2 separate regions of the Capsicum annuum genome follow, and region 1 is linked to region 2. A link is a contact called in public Hi-C data. All regions are on one chromosome and are shown on one strand. Each heading gives the region's core, a stretch centred on a gene start, on an enhancer-like site or on the middle of the called end of the contact. The rest is flanking DNA. Distances are from core to core; before and after follow the strand shown. Region 1 overlaps LOC107843545 (small RNA degrading nuclease 3). Region 2 holds the start of LOC107843548 (syntaxin-71).

What was found. Hi-C and Micro-C count contacts between places; a contact is called where the count stands out from the background.
Region 1: a Hi-C map of leaf shows a contact between it and region 2, with 2.5 times the contacts expected there. The contact joins the enhancer-like site here to the promoter of LOC107843548 in region 2. A contact is called at or near these places in 4 of 5 Hi-C or Micro-C datasets (leaf, pericarp and placenta).

What each region holds. Positions count from the first base shown.
Region 1 is chr10:202,900,069-202,902,768 of UCD10Xv1.1, reverse strand. LOC107843545 (small RNA degrading nuclease 3) reads left to right here. Exons shown (of 14, transcript XM_047397203.1): 14 at 1-685. The coding sequence ends at 307. Among protein-coding and RNA genes, the nearest start is that of LOC107843546, 23 kb to the right of the region's middle. Within about 2 kb of position 1,293, at least 3 of the 5 cell types and tissues checked have an H3K27ac peak or open chromatin away from gene starts, as enhancers often do. A contact at or near this core is called in leaf, where this site is marked.
Region 2 is chr10:202,849,167-202,852,020 of UCD10Xv1.1, reverse strand. It overlaps LOC107843548 (syntaxin-71), which reads right to left and starts at 1,283. Exons shown (of 9, transcript XM_016687862.2): 1 at 958-1,283; 2 at 753-878. The coding sequence starts at 1,113.

The sequences.
Region 1 (2,700 bases), core at 44-2,543, 51 kb before region 2:
ATTTCATCTTGATTCCGGTATATCAGGGTCTTTGTGTGTTCGTAAGATGGTTGACAATACTTATTCTAAAGAAGTTACCCCAATGAAGAGGTCCTTTGAAGAAGATAAAGAGACCGTGGAGGAGTCAAAGAAACCGAGGACAGATTACCAATGTACAGAGATCAAGGAGTTCAGTGCAGGTTGTAATCAGTGTGAAACGCATTCGAAGGAGATTGAGAGACTAAAGAAAGAACTAAGCCACAGAGACGAAGAAATCTCCAGCTTGAACAGACTCATTGTTAACCTTGTGAGAAAACATGCATTATAACTCTTTCGATAGATTTATGGGCAACACCCCCTATTGGAAAACAGACGGGAGTACCATTTCGACACCAAAGGCCTATGCTTTACCTTCATGAAGGTCAAAGATCAGCTTTGTTTAATAGCTTTTGTTTACGCTGTTTCGTTTAGACTGCAGCAAAGAAAAGGGTAAGTTGAAAGAAGAATTTCCCTCATTGTTAATAGGGTAACCGCAATTGCAGCATTGTTAATATAACAGCAAATTACATTAGTTTAATTACCCGCATGGTCCCCCGGACAGATGTTTAATTTCGCTGATCTCTTAAGAGTATTGGACTATTGGTTTAGGGCATGGACATATTACTATTAGATGCAGAAAGACTACTCCCTCCCAACCTTTTTATTTTGACCCGTCTTGACTTAGCACTTTTTTTATAAAAAGTATTTATAGTAGAAATTATGCTTTAAAAGTTTAGGATCTGTTTGGTCATATGATATGAAATCAAACTGATATGAAGTTGATGTTATGCAGTTGGATTTTGTTAAGTTGTATTTATATTTTCAAAATGAATTAATTGTAACAGTAAAGCGGGAAAAAGGTAGTCCAGATGCCGGTCCACTCGGTCAGTTCATATCCCGTGTGGTCTGTTTCTGACCGGTCTGCTTCAGCGTTGAAAGGTTATTTGGTTAGAAAAGATACAAAGAGAATCATGTCAATAGAAGAGAGAGGTAGGTGAAATTGAGAGAAAGCTATTAAGCAGAAAAACAGCGTAACTGTTTCTTAGAATCTGTGATCAATGTAATTTTTCTGTTCCTGGTGGGAGGAGGCAAGTATACCATGGAATTACTCGAGGCGTGCAAGCAATTATCAAAAGAAAGTTCAAATTTGTAGTTATAACTTGTTACAAATATAGTTAATCTTTTTTTTTTCCTTCAGGTTCTACTCACAATTCAAATCAAGATTCCCAAATGGATGGATGCTCCAGTAGTTGTGACATTGAAGCATGGGAGTACGTAACAACCTGAAGATCCCAAGCTCGAATACCAGCTATAATTAACAGCCAATTTGCTCTAACCCTTGGTGGGGGGTTACCTTGGCATCATAGTCGAGATACGTGTAAGCTTGGAGTTCAGCTACGGTTAAAAAGTTGACATTGTGGTAGTTCAGAGACCGGTTTGTTCAACTTTTGAGCGCTATCAATGTCCGGCAGATTACTCATTTCTTTCACCTGAAGAAGTTAGTTATTGGTTTTAGTCCTTCTCTTATCGTCTATTCAGAGGTTCCATCTCTAGAAAACATGTCTTAAATGAGGTGTCCTGCGACAATATATAATATTTGTAGTCACACAAGTTAGGTTGTTCGGACTCTTAAAAAATATCGTTGTACTCATTAATTTTGGACACTTCGAACAAGGGTCACAAGCATCAGCTTATATGTTTAGAGATGAACTGTGGAATTTTCATTTGTATGATTGGGAGTTCTATTGTAAAACTAAACCTCTGTTACTACGACTTACATACATGAGAACATGACTGATTCATATTTATTTTATTTTATTTTAAGTTATTTTATTTCTTACTTTTTTTGGTCTCATCTCAATGATCTACAACTACAGCGTGCCTAGATAACACTTGATCACGTTCAAAAGTGATTGGATGTCACAATTGATGTATCTAAATTGTTTTACAATGTTTGAATGGTGTTAATTGGCATATTTTTATTTAATTTAATTTCTCTTTTTTTTTGTCATTATTTTAAACTGCTCATATGTTTAGAGATGAACTGTGGAATTTTCATATGTATGATTGGGAGTTCTATTGTAAAACTAAATCTCTATTGAATGATGTTTATTTTATTTCTTATTTTTGTAACTCCATCTTACTTGTCAATAGATCTATGATGATATCTTGCATATATTATAGATAAATATTTTCATTTATACCAGACTATATTAATAGTCATGTATCGATCAATTGAGTCTATTTTCAAAGGAGATACAATAACAATAACAATAACATACCCAGTATATTCCCTTCAAGTGGGGTCTGGAGAGGGTAAGTGTACGCAGTTCATACCACTACCTCAAATGTGAGATAGAAAGGCTGTTTTCGATAGACCTCTGGCTCAAAATAAAGCAATCTAAGATAAGATACGGAATAGTAATAAAACAAGATACAATAGCAATTAACATATTCAATAACATCTAAAGCAAGATACTTCAAGTATACACCAAAACATACAACATACTATCTAAGACTAACCCTCTACTCTAATTCGCCTCCTCCACAACTTCATATCCAGGGCCATGTCCTCGGTAAGCTGAAGTTGCTCCATGTCATGTCTAATTACCTCCCTCCAATATTTCTTCGGTCTACCTCTATCTCGCTTGAAACCATCCCCAATCAACCTCTCACACATCC
Region 2 (2,854 bases), core at 34-2,533:
CTCTTTTCTCCGTACTTATGACCACGTACAGTTTGCAAAACACATATATCACTAACTTACAAATCCAAAAGTACAATTTTTACACACCCTTCTGCTTCCTCTCCCTCCAACTCTTTACTTTATCTTACTTTTCATCAAAATCCTGAGCTAGGGTACAAATGTCTGGATAAGTTCTATTTCTATTTCACAAGGCAATCCACATTGACGCAATGAAAGTGAAGGACCCACGACAATAATAGAACGTCCTGAATGATTGAACTGCACTGTAACATAGAAGAGAGAAATCCTGAACCCCCCCCCAAATCATGCCTTTAAAGAGTCAATTCATGAGGAAAAGTCCTACACAATTTTTTTTAATCAATCAAATGGATCATATAAGTTGGATCGGCAAAAAATCACACCATATACATAAGATAATTTTCTTGCTTGAGGCAGATTTTAAAACACAAATAGTGGTTTACTATATATATAGATTTTGAATCCCCTGAACATAAGGTTCAAAATTCACTTTGAGATTTCAAGTTCAAATCCAAAGTACGAGATATTTGTTTTTCAAACCCCCTTAGCTAAAATACTGGATCCGCCACTATCCAAACCCAATCAACAAAATTAACATAACCCCTAAACACTAAAAAGTAACAGTTTTAAAAACACAACAAAATCCAAATACCATACAACTCATCAGCTAATTTCACCACCATCACAAACCAAATCAGCTCAAAAAAAAGAAAGTCAAACAAACAAAACCACACCTTCCTCACAGCCAACCTCTGCAATTTCGGAACTTCCTCAAGTAACCTCGCTTTAGTCCTCCGTATCTCTGCATTGATCGCCACAACAGATGCCCTATTCTTCTCATTAGCAGCCGTTTCCGCTTTCTGTAACCCCAAAAACACATCATCAAATTCTCAATTTTCCAAAACTAAACCCTAAACACTCACACACAAAATCTCGTACCTGAAGAGCAGATTCGATGTCCGATTCTACGGAAGAGTAGAGACGAGCGAAAGCATCGTCGCCGGCAACATTGGAGTCTTTTTGTTTGTCAATGTCATACTTATCATACTTCTTACATATTGAATCAACGCGAGTTAGGATATCAATTACACTCATTTTGAATTGAGTCTTCTTGTTTCACTCTAAAGATTCGAATTGGATCGATCAGGGAATAGTAATACAGAAAGACGAATTATACTTTGTAGACGGAGAAACCACTCTTCTTCATATGACAGACTGGAGGTTATTTAAAAAATAAAAATAGAGGGGTTTATTTGGGTTTATAATAATTATTTTCTATACTGTCATTTAATATTAAAAATAAATTATAAACTAATTTTAATACTTTTAATCACACGTGTTTAGCAAGTGTAACGCTAATCTATATCTATATCTATATATCTATATATATATATATATATAATATAATTATAATTATAATAAATTAAAAATGTGAATGAACTTTAGAAAAGTGATTTAAACTTTTTGCCCTTCATTAAAAGTTCATACTTTAGACAAAATCGTCTTTTCACTTTTTTTCCTCAAATTATTATTTAATTATATTTGTGATATTGAATCCTAAAATATATGGAATTAAAACTTTAACAAATATAATAAGACTATTTTTAAAGTAGGAATCCTAAAATATAGGATAAGTATTACATTGAATCTTTTCAAATAAAAAATAAAAAAAATAAGTTGTACACTATTTTTGCAAACTTTATGGAAAATAATGTTTATATAAATTAAGTGTTATATCATATTACTACTATTAGAATATTTTTGTGGTACGTGAGTATTGAGTATATATCATCAGTGTACTACTTATATCAGATTTGAGATCTTTATTATTTAAGTATTATATTATATTACTATTGTTAGAATATTTTTGTAATGCGTGACTTATATAGTAAAAAACAAAACACTAGCATAAATAGTTTGATACCATAATTAATTTTTAAATAATTTGCATAAAATAAAAAAATCACACTAATATAAATAATTTAATACTATAATATTTAACACTTCTGAATGAATTAGAATTTTACCTTATATGAATAACATTTTTATAAATATTGAGATGAACGTTAAATTAGAGAACAAACAGATTTGCCTATTGGGAGAATATAATTGATGCTCATCTAACTTGATTCGATTTCATGTCTAGATTGACGCATGCTTGATTTTTCAATCCTCAACTTTTTTACTGTTTTGATCAGTATAATAGAATTCAACATGTGTGTATATATATATATATATATATTTTCTTTGTTTTCATTCAAAATCATTCTTTACAGTCAAAATTTTCGCTCAGATAAGAATTAATTTGATCAAAATCGAACATTTGTGATTATACTATCATATTATTTTTTTTATAATTTACAGATCATAGATGAATGTCGGCCGACTTTGAAGAATTTCTTGTGTAAAGGTTAAATTTAATTGTATTGTGTTGATATCTTTATTATTTTATTATTTTATTTTAATTTACAGATACTAGATGAATGTGAGTCGGCTTTGAATTTTTTTTTAGGTAAAGGTTAGGTTTAATTGTATTATCATGATATCTCTATTAGTGTGTTATTTTGTGGTAGTTTACAGTTCGTAGATGAATCTCGATAGGCTTTGAGAATTTTTTGTGTGTAAAATTTAAGTTTAAAAAAAAATTGTATTGTTTTGATATCACTTTTATCGTATTGTTTTGTTGCAGTTTACAAGTGATAGATCAATGTTAGTCGGCTTTGAAGAATTTTTTTATGTAAAGGGTAGGTTTAGTTGTATTATTTTGATATCTCTATTATCGTATTATTTTGTTATTTTTTACAAGTGGTAGATGAGTGTCAGACGATTTTGAGAT